Regions from separate parts of the Ovis aries genome. Here region 1 is linked to region 2. A link is a contact called in public Hi-C data. All regions are on one chromosome and are shown on one strand. Each heading gives the region's core, a stretch centred on a gene start, on an enhancer-like site or on the middle of the called end of the contact. The rest is flanking DNA. Distances are from core to core; before and after follow the strand shown.

Evidence for each region. Hi-C and Micro-C count contacts between places; a contact is called where the count stands out from the background.
Region 1: a Hi-C map of liver shows a contact between it and region 2, with 3 times the contacts expected there. The contact joins the promoter of TOMM5 here to the promoter of SLC25A51 in region 2. A contact is called at or near these places in 4 of 16 Hi-C or Micro-C datasets (hypothalamus, liver, muscle and 1 more).

Annotation. Positions count from the first base shown.
Region 1 is chr2:51,175,792-51,180,635 of ARS-UI_Ramb_v3.0, reverse strand. It overlaps TOMM5 (translocase of outer mitochondrial membrane 5), which reads right to left and starts at 3,156. Exons shown (of 2, transcript XM_060409289.1): 1 at 2,953-3,156. The coding sequence starts at 3,073.
Region 2 is chr2:50,871,751-50,877,277 of ARS-UI_Ramb_v3.0, reverse strand. It overlaps SLC25A51 (solute carrier family 25 member 51), which reads right to left and starts at 2,155. Exons shown (of 3, transcript XR_009599199.1): 1 at 1,484-2,155. LOC132659163 (a long non-coding RNA gene) reads left to right here and starts at 1,218. Exons shown (of 2, transcript XR_009599201.1): 1 at 1,218-1,307.

The sequences.
Region 1 (4,844 bases), core at 1,907-4,406, 300 kb before region 2:
AAATAAACCCAGAATTTGTTCTCAGATCCAGATCATCATAAGTTACATTATGGAATTACAGGACTGGGAGATAAATTTTACAGTTCAACATTTTTCAAACAAACGATGGCTAAGCCTTGGCCTGTGCACCCAGTAAAAGCAAACTGCTGTCTTTCAAGGGAGCCCATCCCACTGTCGTGCAGCTACAAGTATTATAAAGTTCACTCTTACACTAGATAAAATCTTTTCTTCATGTAGTTCTCCTCTTACGACATAAAGAAGAAATCTAATCCTCCTTCAAATGACAACTTTTTACTTTGTGATGTTACTGTCAAAGGAACAAAACTCTGGAAGGAACAAAATGGCATTTCTCACTAAAAAAAAAACACATTTGAAAGGCAGAGAGTGGGGGAAAACACTGAAGTAGGGATCCAGAAAGCTAGACACATATGTTCGTTCCCCCACTGATTAGTCATATATTATTTGTGTGCTTCAGTTCACATCTGATACAGTCCTATTTCAGTTATTATGAGTAGAGTGGTGTAGATAGAAATGTCTAGCACACAAGGAAGTGCTGTCATAGGGATCTAAAGAAGTGATATTTTTGTCTTGTGTAACAGTGCTGTGGCCAAAATAAGCATGGGAAAAGATGCTCAGCATCATTAATCATTAGAGAAATGCAAAACAAAACTACAGTGAGATATCACTTCACACCCACGAGGATGGCTACTGTCAAAAAACTTGGCAAGGATGTGGGAAAATGGTACTCTTGTACCCTGTTGCTAAGAGTATAAAAATGGTATTGCTGCTATGGAACACAGTATAGTGGTTCCTTAAAAAAAAAAAAAGGGATGAGGGGTGCTGCCAGCAGCTAGGAGGAGCAAGGAATGGGGAATTACTGTGTAACAGCTATAGAGTCCAGTTTTACGAAAGAAAAAGTGTTCCGGAGATGGTGGTGATGATTACACAATATTATTAATGCATTTAATACATTAAATACTTAAAACCCCAATTCTTATCAGAAAAAAAAGTAACAGTCATCCAAAGAATGGATCAACTGTGGTATATCCATACAATGGAATAGTATTTGGCAATAAAAAGGAAATACTGATACATGCTACAGTATGGACAAACCTTGAAAACATTATGCTAGACATGGTCATATACTGTACAGTTCCATTTATAAAAAGTATCTGGAATAGGGAAACCTCTAAAGACAAAAAGTCCCTTAGTGGTTGCCAGGGGCTAGGGAAGGGGGAAAATGGGAGAATGACACCTAATGGGCATGGTGTTTCTTTCAGAAGGGAAGAAAATGTTTTAAAATAGATTGTGGTGATGGTTGCACAACTCTTGACTACACAAAGAACCAATGAACTGTATACTTTAAATGGGTTAAGTGGATAACATGCAAATTACATCTCAATTTAAAAAGTGGTAAGGCTTCCCTCGGGGCTCAGAGGTTAAAGTGTCTGCCTGCAATGCGGGAGACCTGGGTTCAATCCCTAGGTTGGGAAGATCCCCTGGAGAAGGAAATGGCAACCCACTCCAGTATTCTTGCCTGGAGAATCCCATGAACGCAGGAGCCTGGTGGGCTCACAAAGAGTCGGACACGACTGAGCGACTTCACTGTCACTTTCAAGGATCAGTATTCTCTTTTGTTTTGTTTTTAAACTGATTCGTCTCAAACACAAAGGTCATTGAAAAGCAGCAAATGTTTCACTGGCAACTAAGTCAACCAAAAAAAAAGGCAAGAGGAGGAAATTAGTCAAGTTGAGAGTTGCAAGCTGTTGAAGGAGCAAAATGACGGTAGTTTCCGTTTTCCAAGGGCTCCCTCTCCTGGGGAAGCAGAGTAACACCACACACAGTGAAGGACAGAGTAAAAGAGACCCGACCTCAAGAACTCTGGCCTTAGGCCTAACATGAGCCTTACACAAGATGACCGTGGTATGGTCGCCATTTATCTGAATCAACTCTTCCTCTCTATCCAGACCTATCAATAATACAGAACAAGGAACAATGAAAAAGTATACTGAACTAGAAATCTAGCAACAGGGGCAATTCACTTCTGAGATTCCTATCAGTAAAACCAGAGCACTGATCTATAAAACTGTATCTAGCTCCAGTACTGTGTGCCTATAATTCTACTACTTGGCGAAAGTCCCTTCTGAAAATGGAGTTCTTATTTGCAAAGAGGATATACAGAGACTTAGGCCAAAATCAGGCAATGCAAATATTTTCTACCAAACGTAAAAATCAAATAAATGTTCAGGTATTACCATTAACTCTATCGATCCTTTCTTCTTCTAAAAAAAAAAAAAAGAAAAAGTAATCACCTATTTCACTCTCTTTACAAATAAAAGGAACAAAATCTAGATTTTAAAGGTTAGCACTAATGGAAGGAAACTTGGCAGTCAGTTAAGAACTCTCGATTCTAGGTCAAGATCATTCACTGAATCGCTGAATGACCTTGAGCCAGCTATTGCTCCACTCTAGATACCAGCTTTTCTGTTTGCAAAACGAGGGGCTTGCTCCTGGGGATTAAGTTAGTTTTGTTTAGTTGCCAAGTCTCATCCGACTCTTTGCGACCCCATATACTTTAGCTCTCTGTCCATGTGACTTCCCAGGCAAGAATACTGGAGTGGGTTCCCATATCCTTCTCCAAGGGATCTTCGCGACCCCAGGGATCGCACCCGCAAACCTTAGAGGCTCTTTCAACTCAATCGTCCTTAAGGAGGGGCTGAGTGATTAACCTCGTGGTCCGGCTCGCCGCGTGCACTTGGTACCCCCACCCTGACCCGTAAATCCTAAGCCTTGCCCGCTTGCGCCCGCCGCCCTCAGCGTGCACAGCTCTTGTTCCTCACAACTGCTTAGCTCTTGCTCCAAGGCCCCCACAAGGCCGGTGGGACCAGAGCCGGGTGGGCAGGTGGCGGCGAGCTCCCTGCGTCTCGCGGCCACAGCCCGGAGGGTACTTACTGACTCGCAACAGGGCCACATAGATGAGGAAGTTCCGTATGGAGGAGATCACATCCTCGCGCATCTTCCGTTTCATCTCCTCTGGGTCCAGCTTCGGCGCAAGGCCTTCGATCCGGAACATCTCAGCTCTCGCTAACGGCTCCCAGCTGCCAACCTCTCGGATCTTCTCCGCAGCCTCCCGGCGCCCGGAATTCGGCCCAACCCATTTCCTGTTCCCGCCCCTCATTTTTACGCGTGGCGACGAGAGCCTGCGAAGGACAAACTTCCTCCTTAAATTGAGCTGTTCTGAAGGAGGGTGGCCTGAAGAGGGTGCTCGCAGTCTTAGCGACGCAGGACTCCTGTTCTTCCAGGCCTTTTGTTTAACAACCTCTGTCCTGAACCGGGTGCGCGTAGCTGAAGGGGGAGGAGGTGTGCATAGGTACCATCATAAATAGTAATAGTACGGAATACTCAGTACAGTGCTACCCCATGAATTTGATGTTATAATCTTCATTTCCTAGATGAGAAAACTGACGCACAGAGATCTTTAAAACAACAGCTTGCCCAAATGTGTTTTAAAATACCTCGGAGCGGGGGAAGTGTTGGGAGAGATGAAAGGATATTAGCAAAATACTGAAAATTACTTAAGCTGGTGATAGTGTATCACTTTAGTTAATCCCGGCCTTCTATTTTGAGTATTTTTGAACTTTTTAATGATAAATAAAAGATAAAAATGATGAAACTTGCTCAAGATTACACAACTGATTAGTTGCTGAGCAGGGTTTTACACCTAGTTAGACTGGTAGGATCCCAGACACAGAGTGTTTAACATTTTCCATATTATTGTTGTCTTCTCATTTCTGGAGTTAACCGATCATCAAATTATGGTATTGGTCCAATACCATAATTTGATAGTATTGTCAAAGTATAGTATTGGACCAATAATAACTTATATATGAATCAAGTTTATATCTGTTCAACATCTTACAGATTTACAGATTACGGGAGAGGCTTAGAAACCACCAGTATTAAAGTCGGTCTGCTGGTGATGGACAGAGACAAGGTTCTAATGCAAATAATTATAATGTCAAGTTGAATTCTCTTTCCTGTGAACTCTGTTGTTCCTCTGTTAGTCGTATTAGCCATTAGCTGCTTAGATGGACATCTCTGGGGCCAGAAGGAAGGAATTTAATGCAGCCAGATTTCCTGTCGAAGAATCATCAAACAGTTGTTAGAAGGATGCTGCCCCAAATTATGCACGCCAATCAGCCATATATATAATTCTTAGACACGAACCAGATGACTGAACTGGTCACATATTTCAAAACCAGAATGCTCCTTCTTCAGTGTGCTATGCACAATGCATAGTGACAGTGGATTTTAGATGAATTAGAACAAGAATTTAACTATCGGAGGAACTGATAACTCTAAGTGTTGCCGACCGACCACCTTCCTGATTGACAGAATGGGTCGAGAAAGGGAACTCATCTGCCTATTTAGGCTTTAGTAATTTCTTGCATCTATAATTCATGCAATGGAAGAGCAGAGGCAGCTCTGAAATGGGAGGGGCTGACTCCCAAGGAAGAGCTCCACCTCACCCTTTGAGAGTGTTTAGAAAGCCTGCAGTGATGCTGGAAAGTAGCAGGTGCTGTGGAAAGAGCTTGAACCGGAAGACTGGAGACATAGCCTTCAGATCTGGCACTACCATTATCTAGCCATGTGCTGCTGCTGCTGCTGCTAAGTCGCTTCAGCTGTGTCCGACTCTGTGCGACCCATAGACGGCAGCCCAGCAGGCTCCCCCGTCCCTGGGATTCTCCAGGCAAGAACACTGGAGTGTGTTGCCATGTCCTTCTCCAATGCATGAAAGTGAAAAGTGAAAGTGAAGTCACTCAGTCGTGTCCGACTCTTAGCGA
Region 2 (5,527 bases), core at 906-3,405:
AATCTAAATTATAAAGTCACAACCTACAAGCTATTTAACAATATACATCCTTGATAACACAAACCAAGATACTTGTACACCTGAACAACAAAATTTTGTTCATGTTCACTCTTACTTACTGGAATGGTACTTGCATTACGTTACAAAATTTTGCAAATGAAAGTACTTCAACTAGTTTTGTCATGACTCTTTGGGTCTGTTATTAAACAAACAGAAAACTGTGGCTAACAGAAGCCAGTCATTTCTTAAGGACTACTGTACTGAATTATTTTAAGAAATCTGAAGAACATGTGTACATTTAGGGTTTCAGATTTTTAAAAAATAAGCCTGGCCTTAGGAAAAAGGAATATAATGAAATCTTTCCAGACGTCATAGATTTACAGCTTTTCCCCTCATTTCATCCTACACACCAGGATAGTGTGAACAGGTTCTCAATTTAGCAACAGAAGGAAGGCTAGTGTGCAGGATATTCTTCTGTAGCAAAATTTAAAATTTTGTATGTTTATCTAGAGTGTGAACATGACTAAGTTTCTTTGCTAAACTGATCTGTATATTTAAATTCTTTAACACAAATAATTCTTTGCAATTTATTGCAAAACTTATTTGCCATAATTTTACATTTGTTTCCTACCTAAAACACTCAACCTATGTCAACATTAGGAAACAAAGTTAATTAAGCTGACTTTCATTAAACTCCAAGAGTCAATCAAACTTCTGCGGCAGAAGAAAACAGTGTAAAGTCTAAATGCTCACTGTAATTTACAGCCCACGGGATAAGACCGAGATGTGAGCCAGCACAAAGGTCTTTGTGCAAAAACTGGGGAGAAAACAACTGTAATTCTCAAAGGATGTTGACTCCCACAAGTCAGCAGGTCTGAGTCAGCATTCAGAGCAAGATTAATCTGGGTTCTAGTCCTAGTTAGGACACTATCTTGCTACTATAAATACAAAGCAATGTCTATAATTTAAAAATTCCACTTCTCTAGGCTAACTTTAATCTACCAAAGGAGAGACCAGATAAATCCACTGCCTGTTAAAGGTAACAGCTTGTGATCTTTCCCTGGGATGCACTCGAGGTGACTCCAGATCCAAAGCGCCTAACCTGTGCTCTAGAACCACTAGCGGGCCCAACCAGTACTGACATCTTTTGATTTTATGGAATTCTTCAAAACAAGGGCACTACAGAGTTACTTTAAGGGCTTCTGTTTCACTGCTTGCAGGTGGGGATTAAGACCAGATGTGCACAGCTGTAAGTGGCAAAAAAGAAAAGCGTAAATACTGCTGAGGCATCGACACGCTCCACCTAGGTAAGCTACTAGATAAGCTTAGTAATTGGTACAGAGATGTTCAATTCACAACAATGCCCACCCCCACTTCCCTACCATCACGGTAAAAAACCAGCCTAGTACAACGGAGTTTCTCGCAACGCGAAGCAACATGGTGTCGCAGAACAAGCATTGTTTGGCAGGGTAGCTGAACTTACCGCTCCCCTGGCGTCCATTTCCCCGGTCTGTGGTTAAGTGGGAGGGGAGGGGAGTGGACCGGATCTTCCAGGCCTCTCCAGTCCCTGACATTCAACGGAACCAGAGGTCCTGGAACCCCAGGCCCCGCGATAGCAGGGGCCCTTCAGAGGTCCCAGCGCCGCTCTCCCGGGACTCAGGCAAAGCCCGGCCCCTCCCCGCCCAGCTCTCAGGGCTCGCCGGGAGGCACCTCCCCGCCCGGGGCGCGCCCAGATGAACGCAGAGCCTCCTCTGCCGAAAAGGCTCTTCCCAGCAGCCAGACGGCGCCCTCGGCCCGGAAAAGCCCGGTGGCGGGCGGCAGGGCAGGGAGCGTAGAGCTGGCCCCGGCGACTGCGGACCCCACCCGGGATGGCGCGCGCGGGAACAGCGGGGCGCACCGAGGGGAGGCAGCGCGCGCGCGCGCGGAAGGGGGTGGGCGCCGAGCAACCGAGCCAGAGGGCCGGGCAGACGGCCTCCTCAGAGCCTCCTTCGTGCTTCCACTCACGCACTCCACGCGGAGGTCGGGGGAACCCCGTGATTTCCTTTCGCCTGCCTCCCCACTCACCCATCGCCGCGGGCGCCCGGCTTCCACGCCCGGTAGCGGCCCGCCAGCAGGTTGGTGAGCCTGCGAGCCGGCGCAGGCGCAGACCTTGACCGACCCGGAGCTCTGGGCGGAGCGTGACGCGGTCGACGCCGCCGAGCCCGGTCACGTGAGGGAGACGCGGCCGCACCGCCTCTCGGTAATCCCGCGGAGGGTCAGGTGATGCCGCCCAAGTCCTGGCAGCGGTTTGCCGCCGCAGGGCAGGTGTAGGATCACCCATCACACCTGTCGTCAGGCTTTGGGATTCCGCTTGCTGGAATAGCGTACCCTTGGTGTATGGTGGCCTTGCGGTGCCACGAACAGCCAACGCTTTTGCTAGTGCACAGCCTGTGGGAGGACCACTGGGAATCGACAGTTGTGGATGGCAAGCTTGCACGTGGGCCTAGGCCTTCCAAGTCCCCATTTCACTACCCTTTGTATCATTGGTTAGATTTCATCAAATGCTTGGAGTTGCCTTTTGTCAGCTACTGATACTGCAGTTCACAAAACACCTTTAGAATATATAAATGTGTGTGCTCTAAAATAACAGATTATTTAAAAGCCCTGTTTCCTTCAATTTCAGACAACTTGCACGTCTCAGACTCCACTGCACTTGGAGTTAGGAGGCCTAGGTCAAATCATAGCGATCCTGAGCCCCAGACCTCTGAAAAGTAACACCTGCCTTGCATGCATCCCTTGGCCTTTGTAAGAATCACTGGGAATAATGATCTGACTCTTATCAACTGGAAGGCACACAGATGTGAGGGACCGAAGGAATTGGAAAGGTCAGCCTGGGAGCGAGGTCCTCTGGAGGATCATCAAGTATGTGATGGCTTACCAGGTGGCTCGTTGCTAAAGAATCTACCTGCCAATGTAGGAGGTGCAAGAGACACTGGTTCCATCCCTGGGTGAGGAAGGTCCCCTGGTGTATCTCTGGGTCAGGAAGATCCCCTGGAGTAGGAAATGAAAACCCACTCCAGTATTCTTGCCTGGAAAATTCCATGGACAGAGGAGCCTGGTGGGCTACAGTCCATAGGGTCCCAAAAAAGAGTAACACACAACTTAAAACTAAACAATAACAACATGCTCTTTACTTGGGGTTCGTCCAATAAGCAACTCCACTGGAGTGAAACAGGTTGGGTGGCTCTCCCTGGGCATTTCCCCTGAGAGCACTTTGTAGATACTGACTGCTTGAGCTGTATTGGACGAACCCCAATAAGCAACTCCACTGGAGTGAAACAGGGTGGGTGGCTCTCCCTGGGCATTTCCCCTGAGAGCACTTTGTAGATACTGTTTTCTCTTGGGGGAGCTTAGAGTGCAGTGAAGGCTGTAAAAGCAAAAACTCGGAAAATTCAGAAGCATGAGGGGCCTTTCCCCTTAAGAGAGAACCAGGGATGGCTTCATAGAGGAGGCAGTCATCTGGGCCTTGGAGGATGAATGAGTGGAATTTGGACTAGTGAGGAAAGTCATAGCAGAAGGTAAAATTATAAAGGTCAGGTGGTGGGGTCTGATACTGCAAACCTTGACAGTCAGATGCAGGCACCTGGCATCTAACCAGTGTGCAGAGATAGATTTCGGGCTCCACAGATAATGACAAAGCCATTCTGTACCTTGGAATCATTAAAATCAGGCAACAGTTGGGGAAAGGCATTTATGCCAGAATTATGTTTGCCCTGTCTTGTGTGAATTCCTATTCAGATGAATTATTTGAAAAATAAATAAATTAGGCAGGCACCCAGAGTATTCATAGTATAAATAATTCATTTCTGATTAGAATGGAGAGGTTATTCTCCTGTGGTAAAGCCTGAAGAGGAGGCAAAAATGGAAACTAAACACACAGCTCGGTCACAACAGACTCAAAAGAGGGGGGAATCCCCTCAAAAGACGGCAGTGTCGACAGGAACACTCAGGTCTGCAGCTAAGCCAGTCTGTTTCTTTTATGCAGCAGGTCACAGCGCTGGCCTCTCCCCGACCGGTTCTTAGTTCCTTGTCAGAAACCTCCCAGATCCTTAATTGGCTATTCTTGGACATATGAATGTTGAAGGTCAAAAGCCTCTATCATCTGATTCAGGATTCATCATAAAGTTATCCTTTCATTTCTCTGTCCTCATCCACCCATTGTTGTATTCTTTCTTCAGCCTCTTAAAGTGTTCTCTATACCTCCAGCTTCCACAGCATCTGTCAGATAACATCCTCTAACCGAGTGTTTTTTTTTCAGGTTGCAAATAGTAAGCATTTAATGGTTTTCTTTTATTTATTTGGATGATATTTTATGTTATTTTGTCTGATTGGAGAAAGTGAAAGTCGCTCAGTCATGTCCAACTCTTTGCAAGCCCATGGACTGTACAGTCCATGGAAATTTCCAGGCTAGAATACTGGAGTGGGTAGCCTTTCCCTTCAGGGGATCTTCCCAAACCAGGGATCAAACTCAGGTTTCCCGCATAGCAGGTGGATTCTTTACCAGCTGAGCCACAAGGGAAGGCCAAGAATACTGCCCATTTGATGGAGAAGTCATCTCTTTTTCATATTTTTTTCACTTAAAATGTTTTTAAATTGGAGGATAATTGCTTTACAGTGTTGTATTGATTCATGCCATATAACAATGCAAATCAGCTATAAATATGTAGATAAACATATATATTTATAGCTTCCCTCTTGAGCTTCCTTCCCTCATCCTCTTCCACCCCTCTAGGTCGTCACAGGGTGTCAGGCTAGGCCCCCTGTGTCTAACCCAGTTTTGATTATCTCTCAACTCCTCCGCTTCCCTGGTAGCTCAGATGGTAAAGTGTCTGCGGGAGACCCGGGTTCAATTCCTGGGTTGGGAAGATCCCTTGAAGAAGGAAAGGCAATCCACTCCAGCACTCTTGCCTGGAAAATCCCATGGACGGAGGAGCCTGATAGGCCACAGTCCATGGGGTCGCAAAGAGTTGGACACAACTGAACGACTTCACTTTCAGCTTAAAAACTTCTAAGGGCCCCATCTTGTTTCCGCAACAAATCCAAACTCCTTAACTTGGCTCATGGGTTCTTGGTGTCCTGCCCCTTTACTATCTGTCCACCTCATCTCTAGCTTCATTCTGTGCTTCGGCGTTGCGCAGTCTCTCAGTGTGTTGCAAACCCTTGTTTCTTAAACCTTTCTCCCTCTTTCATCATTGACTTTCAGTAGTCAAACATGTTAACCCTTTAAGGCCCTCTGCCTTCTCCCGGGAAAAGCATGTCTTATTAACCTGGGCAGACGTGGTTGCCCTTGCCCTGCCCATCGCACACAGTTTGGGGCGCTTCTAATATCTGTTTATGTGACAATCATTTGTGAAGCTGTCTCCCTTTTCTGCTAGGGCACAGCTGTCTGACGTTTCTGACCCTCCAATTCAGTGCTTGACATAAAGGGTGTTTCCCCAAATGAAATGCTGGTGCAGAGGGTCTGGGTTCTTGGAAAAAGGGCCTTGGG